Linked DNA regions of Zea mays: region 1 is linked to region 2. The links are chromatin contacts, called in public Hi-C maps. All regions are on one chromosome and are shown on one strand. The core of a region is the stretch at or near the end of the contact, and the rest is flanking DNA. Distances in the headings are between cores, read along the strand shown.

The links. A called contact is a pair of places that touch in the nucleus more often than the background predicts.
Region 1: a contact with region 2 is called in a Hi-C map of tassel, with 2.8 times the contacts expected there. The contact joins the promoter of LOC100280368 here to the promoter of LOC100193632 in region 2. A contact is called at or near these places in 6 of 25 Hi-C or Micro-C datasets (bundle sheath, ear, leaf and 1 more).

What each region holds. Positions count from the first base shown.
Region 1 is chr3:212,970,614-212,976,509 of Zm-B73-REFERENCE-NAM-5.0, reverse strand. It overlaps LOC100280368, which reads right to left and starts at 3,947. Exons shown (of 6, transcript NM_001351840.1): 1 at 3,322-3,947; 2 at 3,188-3,239; 3 at 2,675-2,773; 4 at 1,189-1,253; 5 at 917-1,090; 6 at 507-836. The coding sequence starts at 3,900. The coding sequence ends at 768.
Region 2 is chr3:212,731,019-212,737,675 of Zm-B73-REFERENCE-NAM-5.0, reverse strand. It overlaps LOC100193632, which reads left to right and starts at 1,307. Exons shown (of 7, transcript NM_001138731.2): 1 at 1,307-1,727; 2 at 5,171-5,332. The coding sequence starts at 1,336.

The DNA of each region.
Region 1 (5,896 bases), core at 2,698-5,197, 240 kb before region 2:
TAGGCAACCACCGTCTAGTTAGCTGCACATGCTCTTATGGGCCTGGGTTGATTTTAACAAAAACTGCTGCAAACCATTTTTGTACAGTGCTAACTCCATTCATCCATTATAAGCGGGTTCGTCACATTTCCAATGAATTTGTATAAGCTGAAGTGAAACTTGGTTATGCATATAGACAATGTAATCCCTCAAAGAAAACAAGATGTACAACAAGGATATAAGTGTGAGTGTGTAGAACACTGTTTTACAACACTATAGACCACATTGTTTACAGAGTGATCGAAATAAGGATTGAGATATAAATAGGGAGTGAGATATAGAGGTTGCTGGAGATAGTCTTAGGGTTAGGATGTTTAAACTAGATCAGCAATCAGATGCTGACTTCCATCGTAATTCCATTCCATTGGCAGTAATTTTAGGACCTGAATGTTCAAATACCATAAGGCAGAAGTTGAAGGCCAACTTGAAAATGGCACTGCTAATGGAGGGAGCAAGAAGCACATACATCTTTTTAAACATGAATAGATTCAGGCCATTTGCCAAATCACAATAACCAAATGAATTTCCAAACTCAGTTCACTACAAGGTGTCACTTGCGCGCTGACTCGAGGAAACAGAAAGCAGGCGCAAATCTTACAACTTACATTATGCAACTATTCTAAGGGATGGGTGGGGCTAAGTTCAACTTCAGGCTCAAATCTTCACAAGATGCCAGATCTCTGTCACACGCTGGCAAATTCGAACTTGAGCAGTTGCAAGGACAAAGTTCATGTGTTCAAATTCTTCCGCAACTTCTGAGCCCGATCCCTCCAGGAACCTTTTTGCATGGCCAGTACCTAAAAACATTATTTCATAAGTGACTTCAGCACACACAGAAATAAACAAAATGCCAGTAAAACAAAATTGATAGTATTACTTTATCGCTGATGAGGGAGCTGCTAGGTTCATCAGATTCTGTGTCTTCAACTTTCCCGTCTTCATGATTGGTTTTAAGCTCGTCCCCACCAATTTCAACATCAACAAATGAAGTTGTAGGTACACCAAATATAGCCTCATCATGCGCATCTCTGATTTTATCTTCGCGCTTTGACTAGGATAGGTGAAGAACAAGGAATGGGAGGGAAAGCAATAATGGCTAAGAATAATGTAAAATGTGCGGAATACATAACTCATTGCTTTTCACTCTACCTCCACAGCAGAAAGCCGGAAGCTCTTTCCAATATTCTTCACCAGTGAAGCATCATCATTAGCAACTACAGGTACAAAATAAAGGTAAATTATGGAATCTGGGTTGCCAAGCAGAATGCATAACGACCACATTTTTTTTGTATATATTACTGCACTAAAACCTTTTAAATGTTAAAGGCACCATTTTTTTGTATACATTACTGCACTAAAACCTTTTAAATGTTAAAGCCACCAATCGTATCATCACATAATCGAAGCAATCATGTGTATCCCATTTTCAACAGTTTGAAGCAGCTCAAGCAATTGAATACAGTATAGGAAACCAGTCAACCACGCTATGCAAAGGTTCCAGCAGATTGGTCTATCATTGATAAAGAGCAGAGGCACTAAATAAATTATTCCCCAGCCCACTAAACCTGAATGGCACAGTGCTGCCATAAATATTGAACATGGACAATAAATGGAGATCTTTTGCCACTGCTTGATCGCTCATTTATCATTCTCAATATCTACTTATCAGTGTACGCTTCAGAAACTACTACTGAAATACTGATCTTGTAATTATACAAATTTTGTATCAGTCAGTTAGACAGGCAGATGGGCCTAGAGCCCGCGATTGTGTATTTGTGTTGCCTTGGAGTCCAAGTATGGCACACTTGTAGATTTGAAATGTATTAGGCAAGGACATCTTCCACATATCAATCCTACTTACACAATCAACGTTGCCTCGTATCCTGCATTAGTTCTCCCTGTGATTCTTCAGAGAATGTAACCATATCAAGGGAAGTATTTTATGTTCAGTGGGTTGTTTTGTTGCTGTACAGTCACTGGACAGTCCCTGCATCAATCTAGAGCTCTGTGCTATTACTACAGCAACCAAGAGTTCAAGCTCCCCAATCGAATGAAAAATGAGGTCATTTCTTACTGAATCGATCATGAGCCTAAGCTATTCATAAGTATAGAATGGTTGAACTAATGCAGTCAGTAGAAACATGAAAACTGGGCACTCTAGATTCAAACTTAAATATATAATATACAAAGTGCTATTTTGTTGAGCATAGGAACTGAAAATTAAGAGGGCAATTACCAAAATAACAAGAACCTCTCTAAGGTTAGTAATAGTATATCTTAGCTTTATTGAGTACAGAATATACTTTAGCAAGAAAAATCATGATATGGTGAAAAGAAAATGACCTTGGGCACATAAAATTAATTGTGCTTGGGCACATAAAATTAATTGTGTAGGCTTTAATAGTGCTAAAGTGCTCTAGTGCTAAATCACAAATTCTAATCCTAGAGCCACTTCAAAACCAATTGTAGGCAGATGTCTAAAATAATAACACACCAAGTTGAACAATAACTAGATGAATAGCCATGTCATGCAAAGCATCATAAGGAATAATCAAGACTGACATGACGAAGAACCAAACTAATGAAAAGCCATATGAAGCAATAGCTAAGACAATGCAGCATTGTCAACACTAACCTTCAACATCGTCATTATCTTCATCAAGTGGAGCATCCTTATTAAATTGAAATCTTTCCCACCCCACAGTTGCAGTTCCAAGAGTGGAATCTTTTGCAGCTGCCCAACATTGAAAAGGAAAGCAATACAATCTTTTAGAACAATGAAAATATCACCAAAAACCATAAAGATTGTAAACTCCATGATCAACAGAAGAAATTGCAGCTACATGCGCATTTGAGTGATATTATGCTAGTGTACCCAAGAGTCGATTTTGAGTTTTGGAGCTACATTACATCATATAAGGAATAGCTATAAATCCAAACAAAAAATACACATAAGCACTGCAGTACCAAGATTTATGTATAATCAATTTCCACTGGTCAAGACAAAATGCACTGATTTATCTACAATCAGTTTCCGACATTTCTCTACACTGCAGAATCACAAATTCAATATAGACAGACTACACTCACACTAGTAGCCTTTAAGAAAGGCACCATCCTAGCTCATAAGAACTGAAAGAGTGATCACCTGTCTCTGAAAGCTGAAACTTCATCTTTGCTTTAACTCTCTCAGCTGGAGTCTGCAAGAGAACCAATAGTTCATCATTCCAAAACAAGGAAAGTAACAAAACAATTGTACAGTACGAGAATGGCGTGACCAACCATTTTATCATATCCTTTTATGAGCCGCGAGTAGTCCATTTTGCCCCCGTCCCTATCACTGCGACCCTTAGAGCTCTGATGGCCGTCGTCGTGCCGCCGCCGCTGATCCCCATGCCGTTCCCGCCGGGCTTCCAAGTGCAGGCTCCTGCCGCTCCGGCGAGAAGGCGATCTCGACCCCCGCGACCTAGAGCGTCTACAGGATGCCCTGCGGTCCCTCTCCCTAGACCTGGAGCGGCGCCTGCGCTCCCTCGACCGGGACCTCGATCTCGATTGGCGCCGGCTGGAGCGAGACGGGGACCTGGACCTGGACCTGGAGCGGATCCTGGGACGCGAAAGAGGCGGTGAACTTGAGCGATGGTGCGGACTGGATGGGGTCCTGGAATGCGGTAACGGCTGTTTGGCGGGGCCAGGGGCTGCGCCCGCGCGAACAAAACCGGATAGGAAGGAGGAGGCGGTGGGCTTGGAAGGGAAGGCAGTGGCGGATGAGGAGGAGAAGCCAAGCCCCTGCTTGAAGCGGCGGGCGCCCTCGCCCTTGCGATTGAGCTCGTCGTAGTACGCCGCCGCTTTCTCTTCCTCCATTGCTCCGGTCTACAGTTTCTGAAAAAGTACTAACTTAGAGCAAATATAGCTACTCTCTACAATAGACTTTACAAAAAATTAGATTAATCCAAGAGTAAAATTAGGTTAATCTAACATACTCTGTACACCAAAAGACTGGCTATATAAAAATAGAGTGAATGTGAAAGAATGTAGAGCTACTAAATTTAAAGAGTTATTTACATAATTTATTAGTCGTTTTTTCTAATAATAACCAAATTTAATTTACAAAACGAAGTTCTCAAACAGACTCTAAGTTTGTAAGTGCATACATTAGATCGCAAATATAATATAAAAATGTCTAAATATTAAACACAAAATACACTGTTAGTGTTAAACTTTTTTCGGCCTCGATGGACTGATGATCCGATGAGCCGGCCTAGGGTATGCCATAGACCACCCATTAGCTACACCATTGGTTAAGCCTTATATTTTAAAATAGGGCACTTTGGAGCTCACATCTTAAGAAAACTTGACATAGTTTACTTGCTAAACTAATAGATCTAGCAAATATTAGAAGACGTATCAACCTTGAATTTTTTATCATTCTCCAACAATTTATAATAATAATTTTCTAAGAACTAGTTTGACAACTCCATTTTTTAAGAAAAAATGAACTAATTTCTCTTAGAAAAATATAAATCCCTTAAGAAAATGGGTTGCCAAATTAGCCTTAAACATTTTTTATCAGAACTCGAAACTATTTCTTACTAATCATATTTTTTACTAATCCTTTTTCTTTTTACTGCTTTATCATCTAGAACTATTTATTTTTTAAGTTGTTTACCGCTTTTTATCTGAAATTCTTTATTTTCTTAATTGACTCATGCGTCCAATTTACTCCTATTTCCTAAGAAAAATGCATGACATAGAGCTGATACGAAGTTTCTTGATTGCGAAAACTTAGAAGTTGGAAAAGATAATCTAACTTCTTAGGGCTAGTTTAGGAAGTTAATTTTCTCGATGGATTCCTATTTTTCTAAGGAAAAATGAACTATATTTTCTTGGAAACATGAAAATTTATTGGTAAAATGGGGTTTCCAAACTAACCCATAAGAAGCTCTTATTTCAGGAAAAAAACTAATTATCAAATTGTTTTATAAGACTACAGCTTACCTATTCTTATCCCTATATTCAAAGTATTTTGGTTAATCATATAAGTAAACTGCTGGACACGATCTAAAACTCCTAGAAATGCTCTAATAGCATAACTAACTATGGTATCTGGCAATTAATAGCTGCTTGGATCGATCCTACAAGCTAAATTCCTATCTTTAACTAAGTTTTTCAAAAAAAAACATTAACATCTATAAGGCCCAATTTATTTTGAGGGACTAAAGATTAGGCCCTGTTTGGTTTGAGAGACTAAAAATTAGTTCATTCATTTTAGTCTCATTTAGTTCCTAAATTGTCAAACGATAATACTAAAACAAGGACTAAACTATTTTAGTCTTTAGTCTCTCAAGGGGTGACTAAAAGGGACTAAACTATATTAATTTCACCTTTTGTCCCTCCTTTATTTTAGTTGCACCAACGACGAGAGAATAGTAAGAGGTATTTTGGTCATCTTATGATTTATTTAATGGTTTTTAAATACTTTTAGTCCCTATAACCAAACACGGTAGGGACTAAACTTTAGTCTTCTAACTAAACTTTAGTCCTTGTACTAAAGAAACCAAATGAGCCATGAGTCCCTTCATTTTAGTCTCATTTAGTCTTTAAATTGCTAAACAGTGGGACTAAAACAGAGACTAAAGTGTTTTAGTATCTAGTCCCTCAAGGGGTGACTAAAAGAGACTAAACTATATACATTATATGATATCCTGGCACAAGGCTTAATAGAATTAATAGAGTATCCATACCAACAAGGTGCATCTTCTTTTTTGGAAGCTTTACCTCGAAAGAACCTTCAAGTTAAGCGTGCTTTACTTAGAACAATTTGTGATGTGTGACCGATCGAGAAGTTTTCTCGGGTGCG
Region 2 (6,657 bases), core at 58-2,557:
GGAAGACTGGAACCGCATGCTAGGCTCCCTGCTCCGTGGCCGCCACCAGCCATCACCAACCACCATCGTCTCTGCGCTCGGCTGCGCCAGCCGCCAGCTCCGTGCCCGACACGCCGCAACCCTCTAGTCCTGCGTGAGCGCACAATTCCTACCCGTCGGCTGCGCCCGTGTTAGCACCTAGAAGGGGATACCGGAGAGAAGAGAGATGTTCTGGTAGAGAAGGGTTGAAGAAGGAGATAGCAGCGAGGAAGACGATCTGATTTGATATCTGATAGCCAAATTGTTCATGCCCCTTACACAACCACTCGGTCCACACGACCAATCAGCCTGCCAACATTTACAAGGTCCACTCCAGCCCAAGCCAGACGGGCGCTAGCTTTCATTAGACACCGAGCCCGCTCTCCTGGCGCGTCTGTGCCTTTTCCCGTGATGCCTCCATCTTCATATACTCCATGTATGGTCATCGTTGTCGTAGCAGCATTGTTCGTATTCTTCTGGTACCATCTTTGACTTGAGGAGAAGATGAGGCTGTCAGGCTTTTTGTGCAGTGTGCCTGTACGAGAGGATTAGAGATTAGAAATTAGAAGAGGTGAGCTAGTGAGGAAGATTGGAGATAGAGATCTAGAGGAAGTCCGGGAAGTGAAGAACAAAGAAAGTATTCAGATTTTTAAATCAACAACTAATCCAAGCTCACCGAGAGCAGCGAAAAGAAAAGCATCAGTAAGAGGTACGGTGTGTTATGTGCAACAACGTTGTTTAACAAATTATATTTGGTTAATGTCATATTTGGAACAACTTCACTTAAAAAATTTTAAATCTATTTTATTTCTTCTATTTAAATAAGTCCAGCTCCACGAGTTCTAGTTTCAAAAAAAAACTAGAACTAAAGGTTTTATAAAATTTTAGAAGCTCCTCAAAGGATGCTTTAAAAACACTGTTTTCATGTACCTTCATAAAGTTTCACAAAAATTATCCACCATATTATTGGTTATATGAGCTATCGATTAATGTCTCTTTATCCACCTGCTAATCATCAAGGATAATTAATAAAATTTACAAAATAAATTATATTACAGGAGTTGAAGTTTATACGTAACCCAAACATTTTTGAAACCTGCCTTATCAGTGTGTTGAAGTTGTTTCATCGTAAAGCTGAAAAATCAAAGATATATTTTTTAAAATAAAGTCCTTTCAAGATCTAAATTACTGGTAATTCTTTATTTAAAATGTACTTTTTAAAGATGTTTTATACTGAACTTTTATTTTAATGCAATGTATGTATTGTCCATTACCGTGCCTTATTTTTGATTTGGGCTCCACCACTGCACATGAATCATGATGCAGCAGCGAGCAGCCTATACGGCTTACTGGGCCGGCCGCCGATCGCGAGCAAACACTTCCGCAGCTCTGGAATTCGGAGGCTCAGGAATCATGATGCAGCAGCCTCAGGCGCATGCGTCGGCACTTGCGGTGGCGCACCCGCACGATCCGGCGGGCGGGGACGCGCCGCCGAAGCAGGTGGCTCAGGCGATGGAGCGGCTGGGCCGTGCGGGCCGTCTCATCGCAGACATCCGGCTCGGCGCGGACCGCCTCCTCGAGGCCCTCTTCGTCTCCGGCGACGCGCCCCCGTACAGCGTGCGCCAGCACGTCGACAGGATGGAGCACATTATCGTCAAGGAGGATGCCGCCATGCGCCTCCACTTCCAGGACCTACGCGCCCTCGGCAGGTACCAGCCCCCAGCATCTCCTCCCGCCCTAACACCTCCGTTCTCCCTTCCCTATGGATCCAGGAGGTTAGGAATAGTTCGCCTGGTCGTTTGTGTTTTACTGACTGCAGACAAATATAAAATTTTACCGACAACAACATTAACACTTCTTCTGATGATGATGAGAGATTTAACATGGCACCTTTGATATTGTCTAACAAATATTCAGGAAATTGGTAACTGTTGTCTGGAATTGCTTTGCTTTAGGTCTTGGGTTGATCACTCTACATACTAAAATATGTCATGGTTTTTTTCATTATGCCGACTTTAGTGTTATGTCAGAACTTGGACCTACTTTGTGGTTGCTCTTAGTTTTGGGGCTTAGGCTTACTGTTGTCTTATACAATGCTTAGGCTTTCGACGTTGAGGTACTGTGGAGATTGGACACCAGTGTTTCTATTTACACATGCTAACTGTCCTTGCTAACCGTCCTGTTTAGTGTGTACCTGTAATTTGGAATTGTTGGATGAATATCTTTTGCAAAATATATGTTGCCAAGATGGGTGAACTTGGTTCTATTTTGCATTTATGGAACACATGTTACATTTCAACAGAACTACAGAACTGTGAAGTCTAAAGCAGTAGCAGATGAAATATTCCGGCAACTTAAGTTTCGAGAAAAAACTGAACTTACTAGGTTTTTTAGGGGGAGAACTTACTAGTTATGGCTAGGCTAATACATGATCTTAACCATGACTCAGGATATTTTGAAGCCATGAAGAAATCTTCAACCAAATATTGAATTTAGTTGAGCACGACATTAGAAACACTTAAGTAGCCTTTTTTGCCATTATTCTCCTAGTAAACTACTTCCTCAGATCGTGTATATAGGTCCATCTAGGTTCGTTCCAAGTCAACATTTTTAATTGTGACCATCAATATATATGATTTTTATATATGTACATGCACTTCACAAGGTCCTGAGCGAATTTTAGTGTGAGGTTAAAGAGGTCACTCGCTGGTTAAAAAAGATCTTGCCTGTAGGGGGCAGACTCTCGTGCTGCACGTGGGCAGCTTTTATGACCTTTCTCAGTCGGGGCTGCGATTGAGATTCTTTTTAATATAATACCGTGTGAGCGGTGTTTCTCCTACGGTCTGAGTTTTTTTTAGATTTGACATTACTAGATTCGTTATGATAATACTTTCATAGTATATAACCTTTTTCATATAGTATAATTAGATTTTGTAGATTTTTTTCTCTCGAACGCGTAGGAGAGCTACGTATCATTATATTAAGAAGAAATAAGATGGTCCAAAATGGACCTAGATACCAGAATTTCCTCCTAACTTCCTAAGGAGGTCTAAAGCAAAGAAAAAGGAAAGTCTCCATGAGCTTAGCAGGAACAATTACAGCACTACAACAAGCAGCTAAGAAACACGGGTGGTGGCTGCAAGAAAGGAGAGACCCTTAGCTCCAGCCATTTCCCACAACTGTTGTTCCTCCCTTGCCTGACAGATAGCTGCGGAACACTAGGAGATAATCCATCAAAGACGATTCTATTCCAGTGATTCCAAAGAATCCAGGCACCCAAGGCAATAAGAGAATTGAGACCCCTCATAGCCAGATCTCCAGAACTTTTGTCAACCTTCTCCCACCATCCCATAAAAGAATCTGTACCAAGAATAGGAGCAAGGCTATGCAACCTAAATTGGTGCAGCATCAGGAACCAAAATTCTCCCGCAAAAACACAGGAAACTAGAATGTGATCCAAAGTTTCAGAATCCTGATCACATAAACGACACCTCTCTGGGTGGTCCACCCCTCTCTTAGCCAACCTATCAGCTGTCCAGCACCTATTTCCTATTTAGAGCCGTGAGCCAAAGGAAGAAATGTCATTTGGGGGGGGGTTCCAAACTCTTTCATAGTGACCGAAGTGAACAGACCCAGTGAACTTCATATGCAGCCTTAGCCGAATAAGCCCCATTAGCAGCAATACTAAGGGCCCGTTTGGCACAGCTCCAGCTCCTGATTCTAAGCGAGAATCTGGAGAAGCCGTGCCAAACGGGTATTTTTTTAACTGATTCTCATGTGGAGCCGAAAGATTGGGAGTCGTTTTTGTGAAGAAAGGTGAGATCTAAAAAAACCTGCTCCACCCTCCCTTAAAACAGCTCCTCAACCAACCAAATATGGACCTCCCCTTAAAGTTTGATCGAAATTACCCACAATTGTCATTGGACAAAAACATAACGAGCCAATTTATGGATTAAACATTTGAGACCATTTTACGCACTACTATGATGGGAATATTTTATATGTTATTGTTTCATAATTTTTTTCTGTATATGCATCCTACTTATTGGTTTGTAACAAAGTTGAACTGTAAATGGTAAAACAGACAATCGCCACAGACCACCAACTCTCAGCAGACAAGAATCAGTTTACTTGTCAAACGATTTTAAAAATAATTCTGATTCTCTAGGAGAATCAGAAGGATCAGCTCCTCACGAGGATCAGGATCTGGAGCTAAAGAAGCTAGAGCTGGAGCTTTGCCAAACGGGCCCTAAATATATGTTTATCTTTCACATCGGGCTGCAACTCAAAATCTGAAATCAGATTCCAGAGATGGAGATAATCCATTAAACCCCCTCACAGATAGAGTTCCTGTGATATCTAAAATCCATCTTCTATTTGTCAATGCCTCTTGAACCGTTCTTCTGTTAGTGATTCTTTGATTCTTTTCGGAATGACTTCAAATAATCTAGGTACTAGATCTGCAATTTTCTGCCCATGAACCCATTTATCAGTCCAAAACAAAGTATTTGCCCCATTACCAACTTTTGATATTAGCACTACCGAGAAGAAAGCCCTTGCTCTGTCCTGCACCTGGATGGGTAAACTGCACTAGGGTCTGCTAGGCTCAGTCTTTTGGAGCCATAGCCACCGCATGCGCAGGGCTCAACTGAGCTCTTTAAGACTAGAAATGTCAAGACCGCCCAACTGGAGAGGTCTACAAACTCTGCCCCAAGCAACCAGGTGGTGCCCTCCTCTAACCTCCTTGCACGCCCTCCATAAGAAACATTTTCTAATTTTATCGATAGGCTTGATAGGCCAAGGGGGGATATTTATCCTCTCTAATATATAAGATGCTTAGTTCTCCTACGCGTTCGATAAGGGGGGGGGGGGGGGATATTTACCGCCATAGCGAGATAAATAAGCATTCCAGTAAGCACATAATGTACTTGCACCTTTCTACCATTTTATGCATTTGTAATGAGAATTTAGTTTCGTTTTAAAACTTTCATGTAAAATGGAACTGTTTCTTTATCATTGCTAAGCATTTAAATTGGCAGATTTTCTCGAGTTTTTTTAGTCTAGATGTAGACTAGTGACTAACAAATATCTTGTCTTCCTTTTAGCCATTCTTTTCTGGCTGTGAATAATTCCTTGTTTTAATGTTAGGAAGGCAACTAGAGGAGTCTGGAGTTCTTAATGGGGCCCTTAAAGCTCGAGGCAATTCATGGGGCTTGCACATGCCACTTGTTTGTCCAGATGGTGCTGTTGTAGCTTATGCTTGGAAGCGACAACTAGCGGGTCAGGCCGGTGCATCTGCTGTGGACAGGACTAGGTAAAATTCATTACTTGTACATTGTGTTGTCTTGTTTAGGTAATATTCCAAATGATGTGCTTCTCCCTATTAACTTGCTTCTCTTCAGTGTTAAAAAATGTAATTAGGCGTATGTTTAAACGCAATTAGGCACTGCGTGGAACACCGGCGTCTTGTCTAGGCCCTAGGCGGCCAATAAAACATGGGAACAGATAAAAAAAGGAGCAGGCACTGGCAGGTGGGCAGACAGGCGCGCACCATGCACGGAGATTGACAAGCAAAATCACACGCGGCTGGAGCCTGGATTGATGTGAGATTGTTGATTCAGGGTAGCGCGAGCAGGATGGATCACGGGAAAAAAGGAGCGCCCCTGGATTGACGTGCAAAATCGTACATGGGGCATGGCTGGATGGGCAGGATTGCATATGGGCGGGAGGGACGCCGGGAAAAAAGGAGCAATCGCTGAGCTTCGTGGGATAAAAAGCCTTCCTATGCCGCTGTCACTGCTGCCATCGCATCTTCTGCGTCAATGGCTCACTGCTTATCTGATTGAGTGCCTTGTGTCTATTTACTTGTGAATTTGTGATGCTTTAAGACCTTAAGCTTGACCCACTCCACCTTGGGAGTCCGTACGTAGTAAACTCCTATTACATATGAACCCTCCTAGCATCTAGGAAGTTTTTAAAAACCTGGCTTCTTTATTCTGTTCTATAACTCTAATTTTCCCTTCTGTACTTACCCTCCTGTATCTTCACCCCCACTCTTGTCTCCTTAAGCAATAAAATACTGTAGGCCCCCTACAGTAACTTTTACTTAAAAAAAACGCTTAATCATGTTTAATCTACGTTTACTCTTCCTAGGCACCGAGCAGTGGGCTAGTGCCTAGAACCTTGCTTTTCTTTATGACATTTTCACCAGCTATGTTAATAGAATGTGGTTTTGTAATATTTATTCGACGGTAATATATTTCTTTTGTGACACCTGAATTTGTGCAGTCACGTTCATTCAGTTCTGGACCTCACTATGACTTGCAAGTGCAGAAGTGCTTTCATGGCTGAATTTTATGAGAAAATCTATGGCCTGATCCTCTATTTTCAAATTTGTGTTTTTGTTTTGAACCTTTCTTTCTCTAATTGAGAATTTTCGCTCCACTTGCAAGAATTTGTCTTCCTCATTCATCTAAACCACCACTTTTGTCTTTTAAGCAGGAACCATTTTAATTACTATGCTGAACAGAATTCATTCTTTTTCAAATGCGCCTGACTTATAATGACATTGGAAATATCACATTTTTTTATTTCGTAACCATGTTTGGATGTTAGAACTTTGCAGTGTTTGCAATCACC